Linked DNA regions of Zea mays: all the other regions are linked to region 1. Evidence: chromatin contacts called from public Hi-C data. All regions are on one chromosome and are shown on one strand. The core of a region is the stretch at or near the end of the contact, and the rest is flanking DNA. Distances in the headings are between cores, read along the strand shown. Region 1 holds the start of LOC100283854 (nucleolar GTP-binding protein 2). Region 2 holds the start of LOC103634953 (very-long-chain 3-oxoacyl-CoA reductase-like protein At1g24470). Region 3 holds the start of LOC100279862.

The links. A called contact is a pair of places that touch in the nucleus more often than the background predicts.
Region 2: a contact with region 1 is called in a Hi-C map of endosperm, with 3 times the contacts expected there. The contact joins the promoter of LOC103634953 here to the promoter of LOC100283854 in region 1. A contact is called at or near these places in 3 of 25 Hi-C or Micro-C datasets (bundle sheath, ear and endosperm).
Region 3: a Hi-C map of tassel shows a contact between it and region 1, with 2.8 times the contacts expected there. The contact joins the promoter of LOC100279862 here to the promoter of LOC100283854 in region 1. A contact is called at or near these places in 2 of 25 Hi-C or Micro-C datasets (endosperm and tassel).

What each region holds. Positions count from the first base shown.
Region 1 is chr1:60,399,421-60,404,087 of Zm-B73-REFERENCE-NAM-5.0, forward strand. It overlaps LOC100283854 (nucleolar GTP-binding protein 2), which reads left to right and starts at 2,409. Exons shown (of 11, transcript NM_001367182.1): 1 at 2,409-2,751; 2 at 3,001-3,134; 3 at 3,398-3,527; 4 at 3,799-3,959; 5 at 4,046-4,147; 6 at 4,224-4,328; 7 at 4,416-4,544; 8 at 4,626-4,667. The coding sequence starts at 2,499.
Region 2 is chr1:60,997,297-61,001,963 of Zm-B73-REFERENCE-NAM-5.0, forward strand. It overlaps LOC103634953 (very-long-chain 3-oxoacyl-CoA reductase-like protein At1g24470), which reads left to right and starts at 2,076. Exons shown (of 4, transcript XM_020546380.1): 1 at 2,076-2,301; 2 at 2,389-3,090. The coding sequence starts at 2,186.
Region 3 is chr1:60,923,885-60,928,551 of Zm-B73-REFERENCE-NAM-5.0, forward strand. It overlaps LOC100279862, which reads left to right and starts at 2,866. Exons shown (of 5, transcript NM_001152815.1): 1 at 2,866-3,724. The coding sequence starts at 2,976.

The sequences.
Region 1 (4,667 bases), core at 1,159-3,658:
GACACTGTCCGGTGCACACCGGACAGTCCGGTGCTCCCTTCCGACCGTTGGCTCGGCCACGTGTCTCGCGCGGATCGCGCGGCCGACCGTTGGCCCGACCGACCGTTGGCTCACCGGACAGTCCGGTGCACACCGGACAGTCCGGTGAATTTTAGCCATACGCCGTTAATTACTTCCCAAGAGCGGCAAGTTCGCCTGAGCCAGCCTGGCGCACCGGACACTGTCCGGTGCACCCAGACAGAGCTGACTTTGGCTGAACAAAGCCATCTCTTCTCCAATTCGATTTCTCCTGTTTCTAGCACTTAGACACAATACATTAGTCTCTAAAACAATGTACTAAGTCTGAGAAACATACCTTTATACTTGATTTGTACTTTGTCCACCATTTGTCACTTAGGCACTTGTGTTGGACACTAAATCACCAAAATACTTAGAAATGGCCCAAGGGCACATTTCCCTTTCAGTATGCCTACGCGCGACAGGGGGTGACGCAAGCCTGTGACGATAGGAAAAACCGCGTCACGCACCACCGCTCTGTGGGACTGACCTGCGAGACACACCGTGCACTACTTTGAAGGTGTCATTAATGGACTAGCTACATGGGGCTGTATAACTAACGAGCGAGATGATATGTCATACCAGGAGTACGGCTACGCACGACCCTACGAAGAACACGCACGATGACCGAGAGGATCCAATCTCTCTCTCTCCCTCCCTCTGTCTCTCTCTCTCTCATAGAAAACAAATCTGTAAGGTCCAATCCTTGAACGATAAAAGGGTGGGCCCTCTTTCCTCTAGGGAGACAAGCACACCTGTTGTAACATGCCTCAAAGCAATACTATGATCAACACTACACTAGACTAGGGCGAAAGCCTGAACCATTATAACCCTTGTGTCTCAGTTCCCCGCTTAGATCCACGAGATCCACCATTCGGAGTGAGTCTGCACTTGCATCCCCCACTGAACACAAATCTATTGTCCACTGGTTTTCGAAACCACGACACATAGCTTACCATAAAATAGAAAATTAGACTCTAAAGTAGATATCTCTTGTAATTTTAAATCTTGTTTGTTCAATTTTAATATAATTAATTTGAATTTGTCTCTAACTATTGTATTTTCTAGCGGGACAGATTCCCTGCGGGATAAATTCCATGATAGGGACGGGGATGAGAGCAAAAGCTTCCCCGTGAGCGTTCACGAAGATGGGGATGGATAATTTTTCTCCTCATTGGGACAGGGATGGGAGGCATTCCCCGACGAAGAATTTCCGCCATTGCCATTCCTAGGTGCACCTACTCACACTAGAGGCAAAAAAGGAAGAATAAAAAACTCTAGCACTAATTACTTGCCCATTAAGGGTTAGGGATGACAATGCGGAATTCCCCGTCAGGTTTTAGCTCCCCGTCCCTGTCCCTGCGACAAAATTTTTTCCCCACAGGGATCCCCATGAACGCTTGTGGGTGACATTTATTCCTCATCCTCGTTCTCCGCGGGGATAAATCCTCGTCGGGGATCCTCGTCCCCACTTAAATTATAACTATGACGTAATTCATATGTCATTAATGCAAAACATTGTCACTTATACACATTGTCAGATGTAAGAATCATTATGCATACATCAAAATAAACACATTTGTATAATGAGTGATCACTTGACAAGATAATTAGTTACTTTTACCATTAACTATTATATGAAAACGTCGTCACGTGTAAGTTTAACGGGTCCCCAAGGGAAACGGGGATGGAGAATGCTTCTCTATCCCCGTCCCTGTTTACCCATCTGGAAAGAATTTTTCCCTATTTATATCCCCGTGAAGGAAGAAACTTCCCCATCCCCATCCCGTAATGGATGAATTCCTCGCGGGGAGCCGGGGATCTAGTCCATATTGCTGTCTCTATCAAGGGTTAGTTTGTAAGTAACTAGTTTCTTAAAAAAACTTATTTATAGAAATAAGAGTGATTCTAAACATGACATTTTATATCTCAGTTTATAAAAACCGGATTCTCGTTAAAAAAATGAGAAGTTAGACTCTTCGTAAAACCATTTGATTTCGTGGAATTTAAAACTCCCTTATTTGTAGCTACAAATGAGTTTTTTGGGCTTTCCAGAAATAATCTGCCGCTTTAAGGGATCTGTTGGAGAAAGTATTAAAATATACCACTACTAATTTTTAGATATACTTTTAAACTGATTTTCTGAAGTCATTTATTAGGGAGCTTCTTATAAATATGCCTTTAGAAAAATTTAGGTAGACGCGGTCGCGTTTGTAGTGGGCCAAAAGTTTGCTGACCATTACCCTCGGCAAAGCCCAGCCCACAAAAGGCTCGCATGCCTGACGCGCACGTGCGAGCCACGCTGCCCTCTCCTGTCAAAACCCTAGTTTCCCAACATCGTCGGCTCCTCTCTTTCCCACCGCCTTCTTCCACTACTCTTCACCCTCCCCTCCTCCCCATCGCGAACTCACAAGAGAACCAAGTAGACGAGGGAGAAGGAGATGGCGAAGAAGAAGGAGAAGGCGGTGAACGTGTCGGGCAAGCCGCGGCACTCGAACGACGTCAACCGCCCCAATGACAAGAAGGGCGCGGGCGGCGGCGCCGGTGGCGGGAGCCGGTCCGCGGCTACCGTGCGGCGGCTCAAGATGTACAAGACGCGGCCCAAGAGGGACCGCGCCGGGAAGGTGCTCAGGAACGATTTCCAGTCTAAAGAGCTCCCCAACACCCGCATCGAGCCCGACCGCCGGTGGTTCGGTGAGTCCGATCTCCACCGCCTAGCTTCGTGTCTAATTCTAATATTCGAGCGGCATTATTCGGATAACATACGCTTAGTTGGTGCTTCAATTGTGCGATCGAATGCTTCATTGTAGCTCCAGGATTAATTGCTGCTCTGTGGCAGTACCGCAGTAGTTACCTACTCCGATGGTTCCACGCTTAAATATCATTGACGGATGCTGATTGCTTGTGCCTTTCTCGTGTTGATCCGGCTCTTGGTGCTTGCAGGCAATACTCGCGTTGTGGGCCAGCCACAGCTTGAAATGTTCCGGGAGGAACTCCAGAGTCGGCTTTCCGACAACTTCAGTGTCATCCTGAAAGAACGGAAGCTGCCACTATCGCTCCTGCAAGATCATCAAAAGGTGCTACGCTAGCGTCTATGATTATCATCCTATGATTATCATCTGCCGTTGTGGTCATCACTCTGTCGAGATAGACGGGGGCAAGACTAACATTTGCTTGTATCGATGCAGTCAATGTTGTTCGTGTTCCCCTGTTTGGTTAAGTGTCGTATTGACTGTTGAGTTGGCTGGGTATAATAAAAAAGGAAACAAGTAGCTTGTTATCCGACCACTGTATAGTATGCAAAAGTTATTCTTATGTATATTTGCTTCTGTTGATGCAGCAAGCGAAGGCACATCTGCTTGAAGTTGAACCTTTTGAGCATGCTTTTGGGCCAAAGGGCAAGAGGAAACGTCCGAAACTAACTGCTCTTGACTACGAATCTTTGCTGAAGAGAGCTGATGATTCCCAAGGTCAGTCATATACATTGACAGTTACTACACTTTGATCAAATATCCAAAGTATTGCATGCCATTTTAGAAGACAGCAATTTGATTTGTTCTATTGATGTTTTAAAGTTAACTCCACAATTGTTGGTTTAAGTCATTGATGTTCATGTTCTAGTAAAACATGCAATTTGAAGGCCACTGGATGGCGAAATTTTAACATGTTCATTCGGCACCTCCTTGTTTGGTGTACTGCTCTTTATTTTTGTGAACTTGCATGTTGTTTTATCTTCTTCAGATGTGTTTGAGCAAAAGTATGCTTCATCAAAGTTGCCAAGGGAGGAAGAAGAAGATGGCTTACGTGATCTAGTGAGGCATACAATGTTTGAGAAGGGACAGAGCAAAAGAATCTGGGGTGAACTATACAAAGTTATTGACTCTTCGGACGTTGTTGTGCAGGTTAGCATCGCAACTCTTTTGCCCATGTGAAGAGTTTTGTGAGCTCAACCAATGTATGCTTAATCTTTGTAGATGTTATTCTGCAGGTGTTGGACGCCAGGGATCCAATGGGCACTCGATGCTACCATCTAGAGAGACATCTAAAAGAGAACTGCAAGCACAAACACTTGGTTTTCTTACTAAATAAGGTATCAACTACTCTGCAGCATATTCCTGTACAAATCTTAGAGGCATATTGATTGTTTTTTTTCATTTTTTATTTAGTGTGATCTAATCCCTGCTTGGGCTACAAAAGGATGGTTAAGGACCCTTTCGAAGGACTATCCCACCCTAGCATTCCATGCAAGCATCAACAAGTCATTTGGCAAAGTAAGTCTGCATTTTGCATAATCTTTTTCAGTGTATCATATATTATGTTCTATGTGATTAAGCCCTAACCTTTCTGAAAATGTACAGGGATCTCTTCTGTCAGTATTGAGGCAATTTGCTCGTTTGAAGAATGACAAACAAGCTATTTCTGTCGGGTTTGTTGGGTACCCCAATGTTGGGAAGTCATCAGTTATTAACACACTACGGTCGAAGAGTGTAATTCTCTCCTCATGCTTTAAAGGTAGCACTTTCTAATTTTCTTTTCAGGTTATTCTGACAATTAGGTTATGCTTTCAGGTCTGCAAGGTTGCTCCAATACCTGGAGAGACAAAAGTGTGG
Region 2 (4,667 bases), core at 826-3,325, 600 kb after region 1:
ACCAAACAACCCCGCACCTACAAAAGTGAACCACATATCCATGTCCATTATACCTAATATATTGTAGATAGGCCACCCTTTTCTGTTTATGTAGTCCAACCTCGACTCATGACATACGTGAGCTAGAATGTGTATACCATCTAAGGCTTCTATGCACCCGTCAAAGAAAAGGGCATAAGGTTTGAGCTTGTTATGCACTTTAGAATACGTTAGATCCTTTGGACATATAAAGCCGCTAATGGGAAGTGTATTTTCACTGCCGGTTTGGTTAATAAAACCGCAAGTGAAAATATCATTTCCACTGGCGGTTTTCTTAGGGTTTAGGCTTTAATAAAACCGCCAGTGGAAAATATATTTTCACTGACGGTTTTCTTAATAAAACCGCAGTGAAAATATCATTTCCACTAGCGGTTTGGTTAATAAAACCGCCATTGGCGGCACTGAAAAATACCAGTGCAAATAGCTCTAGGACCGGCACTATAGAGTTTCTCTGTAATAGTGGTGTCCATGGTTGCCTTAGGGCGTTCACAATGGCGGTCTTAAATAGCTAGGTGATGTGGAGCTGAGAGAAGAATAAAAATAGCAATTTATCTCACCACTAGTATTTGGTCCCACACGTAATACACTCTATTTTTTTGGAATATGTGAAATCTCCTATCTATTTGCTCGTCGGTAGCTATTCTCGTTTTCCCACATTTTATATCCACATAGGAAAGATAAAGAATCTAGCTAGTGAAATAGCTAGCCATTGAGAACACCCTTATCGATCTATGAAATGAAGTCACCCATTGTATGCGAGAGGATGAGATGGATGATACCAGGATAATATATGGCTCGAAATCTGAACAATGGATGATCCTAACTTAAAAAGAGATCACCCTCCTTGGGAGGTTTTAATCGGCTAACTCCAACAAAGACCTCTAAAGGGTCATATACCCTAAATTTAGAGAATCGGATCGTGCTCTACTTCCTCCAGCAGCGTTCTCTAAACGATTCTCTAAATTTAGAGAACGCTATTGGATCATCCATATATAGAGTTTCTCTAAACGATCATCTATCCATTTAAATACTTTAAACAACCGATTTAGCAAAACTAAAATATGTACAACACATTTGAGAGTATGACAAATACGTATGTACAAAAATTAAAAATTTAAAAATATCTTTAATATAGTTATTTGCGTAGAGTACGCGATTTAGATAAATCGCACGTTGTTGGAGAGAAAGAAGATATAAGGGGTGAAATCTTTTAAAGAAAACTGTAAAGGACGAATATAGATGATGAATATAGATGACTTTGCTGGAGATAGTCTAACCTCTCGTTATTTTTTCGGGTCCTATTGTTATCTAGCTAATCTAATTGGTTGAGGTACTGTTTGGAACTTAAGTATTTAACTAATCTGATTTAGGCGTCGTTCGTTTCGGCCGGAACGGCCTATTCCTAGCCTCTTTCCGTGCGGGATGAATCAACCCGGCTTAGAATCCGGCCCAGTCTGCTAGAGTCGTTCGTTTTAATCTGGACTAGAAACAGACCCACCTGATTTGAATTCCTTTCGTTCAATTCTTTGTCTGGAACGAGTCCTGGTGAGCTACCTCCCGGATTGGTTCCTGGACTAATGACCAGGAATTAGTGACAACACATGTATCACTTCTCCTGTGCTGCTTTCGATCCTGGCCTCGTTTGAATGGTGGCCTGCCGAACGGGGCCTTAGCCTAGTCCAATCAATTGAGCCGCCCTAGCCACTGGAGGCAGCCCACCTTTCTTCTCATTGTGTACCGTTTGTTTAATAAAGAAGTCCACGACATCGAGCTTCGGTCACATCATTTACATGACGCCAATCCTTGGAGTCTAAAAGATGAAAATAAGGTGATTAGGAGTATAAATATGTTTTTTTGAAAAAAAAAGTTTAATAAAAAATATCGCTGTCGCGAACTCGCGATTGAGTTCTTTATAGGGCATTATTACCTCATATCTTATGCTCTTTCCCAAGTAGATTTCCCTTAACATATCTTATACTCTATCCTTATCGTGCTCTTCATATATAATTATTATCATATAAAATAAAATACAAATCTTATTAAGAACCGGCGCTCGGTTGGGAGCTTTCCGGTGTACGGCACTGCATCCGTGTCCGTGCACCTTTGTGCGTTCGCCCATGGAGCTATCGCTGCTGAGCGGGGGAGCATGGGCAGCTCAGCTTTTGCATTCATTCCGGCCATTGCAATCACGCAACTGCCTTTAACGCCGCTACAGCTGCACGCACGGCACCGCACTGGCCTCATTTCGGGCAATACACACAGGTTGTCTCTTTATGGAATGGAGTCCGTTGTTTGCACTGCATTACCAAGTGATAATAACGGATCTCATTCAGCCTCTCTATAGCATAGGACCAAGATCATAGTGCCGTCCCTGCCGGCAGAGAGCAAGATGGTCTCACACTCACTCTCAGCATGGCTCATGTCCTCGGCGCCGCCGCCGGCGTGGTTCGCCGCCCTGGTCGCCGTGGGCATGTACACGGCGCTGCGGTCCGCCGCCACCTTCCTGGCGTGGCTCCACCGCGCGTTCCTGCGGCCAGGCCGGGACCTGGCGGGGCGGTACGGGACGTGGGCGGTGGTGACCGGGGCCACGGACGGCATCGGGCGCGCGGTGGCGCTGGAGCTGGCGCGCGCGGGGCTCCACCTCGTGCTGGTGGGGCGGAGCCCCGACAAGCTGGCGCGGGTGGCGAAGGAGCTCGCGGCCGCCGCGCCGGCGTGCAAGGTGCGGAGCGTGGCGTTCGACCTCGCCGTGACCGGGGACGCCGCGCGGCGCGGGGTGGCGCGGGTGGCGGCCGCCGTGGAGGGCCGCGACGTGGGCGTGCTCGTCAACAACGCCGGCGCGACGTACCCGTGCGCCGCCTACTTCCACGAGGTGGAGGGCCCCGTGTGGGAGGCCGTGCTGCGGGTCAACGTCGAGGCCGCCACGCGGATCACGCGCGCCCTGCTGCCGGCGATGGCGGCCAGGGGCAGGGGCGCCGTCGTCAACGTGGGCTCCGGCTCCAGCGTCGTCGTCCCGGCCTTCCCGCTCTACGCCGTCTACGCGGCCAGCAAAGCGTAAGCGACGTTTTCTTTTTCTTTTCTTTCCTATCTATCATCCCGTGCTCGGATCTTGGAGTAAGCCGCGTAGACAAGTGTCATGAGCATGCTGCCTGCCCCTGCCGCATTTTAGACGACGGCGACGACGAGACAGATCGAACCAGCGGCAGGTCATCAGCAATTCTGCCATTGCAAAGCATATTGCAGTTGCAGGCAAGGCAAACACCCTGCAGGCGCCCATACCGTCCACGTTGCCCGGGCCCGGCCTCTCTCTATACATTGTTAACAATTTCCTGTTCACATTTTTTTCTAAAAAAATAAATAAGAGAACAATAATACACCACTGTTTATCTGGCCCGGCAATAGCATACGCCACAGTAGTAGTACACATGCATGGGGGCAATAAACAGCAACGTCCTTATCAAACAGATGCACAGATTAAATGCAAGACCATGGATTACAGAAAAGCCCGATTTCCGCAAATCGGGTTCGAAGTGGACGCGCGTGTTTCCAAAAAAAAACGAGTGTTTTCGCATGAAATATAGTTGAATATCAACTTCGGGTTGTTCGCAGCTTTTATTGAACGTGAACGTTCATGCAAAAAAATCATTTATTTATTTATTTTTTTGTCGGTGGAAACGGTTTTATTGGTTACCGTTGCATATGGACCTATGGTGCCTTTATTTATAGACTAGGGGTGTTTTGTTTCTAGTAGTTTCTATATTTTATTTTATTTTAATCTCTAAATTATTAAATATAGAAATTAAAATAGAGTTTTAGTTTTCATATTTAACAATTCAGAGACTAAAATAAATTAAAATAAAAAGACTAAAATTTAGCCGTTAATTACACTTGGTGACAAGACTCCTAGAGGTGGAAATGAGCCGAGTTGCGGCTCGCCCATCTGGCGAGCTCGAAAAAGCGGCTCGACTCGTAAATTATAATATAAAATCTTAAAATATTTTTAATAACATATTTTAAATTAGTAAAATAGATATAACACTAATATAATATAGGAAATAGATTATTTTGTATATTAATATCAAATAACATAAATTATTGTATACTTGATAATAATATTATATGCTAATTAAGATTTTATATAATAAATTGTTGTTGGGTCGAGCCACGAGACAGCTCGTGAGCTGCACCGAGCCGAGCTGGCTCGCTCTTTTCACGAGCCACAAAAACAGGCTCGGTTCGGGCTTGTTCTGAGCGTCGAGCCGGTCCGAGCCGAGCTGCTGCAAGCCCGAGCCAACTCGTCGAGCTCGAGTTTTTTTTTCCAGCCTAGACATGACAACTAACAGAAGTAACAAATACCAATATGTGCTCCAGCAGTATAGTTTTGTTTGGAATAGCTGGAAAATGTATATATGTATGAAATATATGATAATTATATCTCCCACGTTTTGAGTTTATGCTGAGTCCTTGCAAAGAAGAAACACGGCATTGAATGTTCTGCACCGCCATCAATGCCGGTTGTACATATTCCTACCTGCCACGGTACCAGAGAGGCATATGCTTCCAGCCAAATGCAGCAGAGCACAGATAGATAGTAGTAGTAGTTTGCACGTACGATTAGATTATAGAAATTC
Region 3 (4,667 bases), core at 1,616-4,115, 520 kb after region 1:
GCCGCCTGCTCCCTTAGCCCGAGGAGGTGGAGGTGGCTGCCATCCAGGTCGTTGTTGCCCAGTGCGTCGATGTAGTTAGTGGTGGAGGGAGACGACTCGCCATCGAAGACAGGCCCGTCGCTGCTTGAGAAGATGTTCAGACATTTCACCGAATACCTGGCAGGTGTACCTTTGATGCCAACCGTAGGTGGCCATGGGGTGAGGTGGTCCAGGCCGAACGCCCCACCGAAGAGGTGTCAACGGCGAGGTTCACGATGACGCTCTCGGGAAAGTTGCGGTCGTAGTTGCCGACCGTGGTTTCCGTATCACGGAGCGAGGAGCACCCCTCAAACGTGTCTATGGAAACAGCGTCGAGCAGCAAGTATTGTCACAGCTTGTTGGCATCGAAATCGAGGCGCTCGGCGTTGGCAGCAGCGTCATCTCCATCGAAGAGTCTGCCCCAGTTTTCGGCGATGATGGATGGTGCTGCGTAGTACTCCAAGCCGCCGACGCACGTTTTCGCGACCGATGCCAGCGTGTCCTGCCGCTCGCAGGCCGCGGCGACCTGAGCATCGAGCTCCGCCCTCAACACCGCGGAAGGCGCAGTGGCCACCGCTACCTCCAGGTCATGGATCGACGCCGAGTTGTGTGCCACCGTCGACTCCCGATCGCGCCACCGCCCTTCCTGGGCAGCGAGGCGGTCAGTGATCTCCCTTAGAATCTTCGATTGTTCCTCGATAATGAGCTTCAGATTTGGCTCCATGACGCTATATTGCTTGGCACGACACATGTAGTGGACAAACGCCCACCCCGAGACCGGTGTATTCGATACCAATTGTCAACAACCTACTTGTATTGCTCAGATGTAACAGAGTTAATAGAGTATTGGAGAGGAGAATGAGAATACCAGAACTAGAGGAAGAGAAGGCTTGGGGAAGAAGATGCTCACACAATTATCTGATGTTCGATCCCCCGATCACTCGATGCTTACAGCTTTTAACCTCTCCACATGCCACGGCCACACACAGCCCACACGACGGCCCACATACGACCCAACATGTTATAATGCACTCTACACAGTCCACACTCGGCCACTGCATTCGAACTCGCCTCCTGATTATATCTCGGTAGCTGACACGTGGTGCGGCTCCGATCGGGCATAGTCATGGCGCTGGAGGATGTGCTCGTGGCCCTTATCATGGCCGGTGGGGCACCAGTCAGGCAGCTAAAGGCTAAAGCCACATCATGCAGGGCTGCAATGGGCTCCGACATGCATGACTTTAGTGGACCGAGCGTGGCGATGGGATGCAGGAATTCACAACATGAAAAGATGAAAGGAAAAAGAAACGAGCCATTTTCTTAGCAAATGAATGGTATAGTGGGTAATTTTATTCACAGTGAAATTTAAAATAAAAAGATGAGATAAGATTATATATGTTTAAACTAGGCCGGCCTGGCGTGCGACACGTGGCCAGACACGCGCACGTCCTCGCCCAGTTGAAAGTGTGCCCGACCCGGCTCTGTCCGTTATTCGTGCCGTGCTTAAGCAGTTGGCGCGTCAACTACACCGACCTTGATACGGTCCGATTATTATTTTTGTTACCAATATATATCTATGTATATTAGAAATGACTATATTTGTTTAAACATAAAGAAACATTAGTTCAGTTGGAGCTAAATTTTAGATTTTTTTTCTTATTTCTCATCTCAGTCAGACACGGTGGGCTTCAGCGGGTCTCATGACGGTTCAACACGACTTTGCTTCATCCGTGACGTGCTTGGATCTAAGACGCGATATGGTGGACTGACACAGCATGACTCGTGAACTCACCAGTCTAAATGTGTCGGGCTGACACGACCCGCTATTTGGACATGTATAAAAAAGCGATAGGACGAATAGCTACATGAGACAATCTTAGTTGCTCTACCAATTTAATAAATCTGACACGATTCATAGTTTTGGTAAATTTAATTCGTAATGAAGCTAGAAGTATTAAAAAAACAAATCTAAATCCTTTTTTTGATAAATTTTGAGCTCAACCAAATGTGCCAACAGTCCTTCACCTAAAGCACAATTCAACAAAGGAATCGCGCGAGGACGCTAAATCCGAGTCCGCACCGTTTTTCTCTATCTCTATCTCTATCTCTATCTCGACTATATTAAAACATCAATTTTAATGGTCGTATTGTATTATTTTTTTGCAAAAAATTCCCTTACATCTTTTGAAATGAACCAGTCGTTCTACTGTCCACATATCTGCACCGTCCGTTCTATCACCCACGTTATCTAACCGTGAATGCCCTCTCCCCCGATATCGCGTCCGCCCCTACCCACGCACGGCGTAGCCGCCCTAGCTAGCCGCCTGTTCTGCGACCGCCGCTCCTTTAACAGAAAATATCCATCTTCACTATTATATAATACAAGAGTTTCGTCGGTTTATTCGCGCGAGCATCCCTAGCCTCCCCGCGCGTGTTTACGTCTACATCAAAATTAAAGGCATGCAACAAAAATATTAAGTGAGATTAGGGATCGAACCAACACCCTCTACCATAACAACACTTATATAATTGTATTAAAATTAAGAGAGATCGATATAGTTGATATATAAACTAATAATTAAAAAATTTAAAATAGTCATACATGATATATATAGAAATCATCGTAGCTATGTATCCATAATATGGATAAATTCTCGGACTCATCTACAAATTTTTATACGGATGTCAAATTTAAATGGTAAAAATAAAAAAAAGTATACACAATTGTTAGCTCTAAACTAACTTACGTTTTAGAACACATGTTCGGTCACTTAGCTAAATAAAAAAGCGAGACTGCGAGGTTCCTTGTCGGTGTTGTCCGCTCGTCAATCGTCCTCCTTCGGGCTTCGGCACAGCAAGCACCACCCCCTTCGCCACCGCCACCATCACCGCTACCGCTACGGCTTCCCACCTCAAAACCCTAACCCTAAACCCCCTCCGCGCGGGAGCCCTCGCCCATGGAGAACCCCAGGCCCCAGGCCCCAGCACTCACCCCTCCCATGGCCCCGCTCCCCGTCCCCATCCACCCGCCAATCGCCCCAATCCCCGTCCCTCCGCCCCGCGTGCCCGCCCCCGCCCCAGCCGCCGCCGCTTCCATGGCCTCCACACCCACTCCCTCCACTGGGGACGGAGGCGAGGCCGAGTACGAAGTCTCCGACGACCACCGCGCCGCGCGGGAGCGCCACGAGCGCGCGGTGCAGGAGCTCCTCCAGCGGCGCCGCGCCTACGCCATGGCCGTACCCACCAACGACTCCGCTGTGCGGGCCCGCCTCCGCCGCCTCGGCGAGCCCATCACGCTATTCGGCGAGCGCGAGATGGAGCGCCGCGACCGCCTCCGAGCCCTCATGGTCCGGCTCGAGGCCGATGGCCAGGTCGACCGTCTCCTCCGCGCGCAGGAGGACGACCAGGCCGCGCGCATCGGCGAGGAGGAGGAGGAGGAGCAGATCGAGTACCCCTTCTTCACCGAGGGCTCGCAGGAGCTTCTCAAGGCGCGCCTTGACATTGCACGGTACTCGCTGCCCCGTGCCAAGGCCAGGATCGAGAGGGCCAAGCGACGCCACGAGGACCCTGATGAGGATCCAGAGGCGGAGGCCGAACTCGTCGTCAAGCAGGCCGGGGAGTTTGTGCTCGAGTGCAGTGAGATTGGAGATGATCGCCCGCTCACTGGCTGTTCCTTCTCTCGTGATGCATCGATGCTCGCCACAAGGTACTTCCTTTTAACCATAAGGAATTAAATGTGCGTTGTTCTTGTATGTCTCAAACAATTGCTGTGACGCAAGGATGCAGAAACCCGTTACCTATTACTAACCTTATATGTGATTTCAGAAATGTAGTTACTTCTGGGTCTGGCAATACTTCTAATTGTTTAGCATATCATAAGGGATATCCAATATAGAAAGAGCTTTTTTTGTTGAGCTGAACAACAATGATAAAAAATAATCTGGACTACTGTAGTGTTTTTTTTTTGTTGTTGAAGGGAAGATCTGGTGCAGCGGCGAGAGCTATCTCATTGAGTCATCAAGTCGTGGGTGCCAAGCAGTTTCTCTGCATTTGTGGGGGAAGGAGGATTGTCACGGTTTATCCCTTTCCCAGACCCCACTCATGTGGGAGCCTCCAACATTGGGTTTGCCCTTGCTGTAATTTTTTTGTTGGAAGTCCATATCAGTGGCGAGAGCTATCTCATTGAGTCAGCAAGTCGTGGGTCCAAAGCAGTTTCTCTGCATTTGCGGGGAAATGATTGCCTCGGTTTATCCTTTTCCCAGACCCCACTCATGTGGGAGCCTCCAACATTGGGTTTGCCCTTGCTGCAATTTTTTTGTTGGAAGTCCATGTTTAGTCAATTTATTTATGATGGATTTATGCACTGTGCAGTCCTGCTTGAGCTTAATTGAGATTAGTTTCTCACCGCAAGAGAACTGCAACTAGTAAGTTCATATATGACATTCAAAAAATTCAGCATCTGTCCATCTGATCACTTGGGAACTAACTAAGTCAGCTGTAGTTTCGATTTTTAGTATCTGAAGTCACTGGGCTGCTAGGAAGCCAGGATCAGGTATTCAGGTTTGCTTTTCTTCTAGTGGATAGAGAATGACCAACATATTATCAATCCAAAATTCCCGTTTGGAACTTGTATCCCTACCCAATGCACA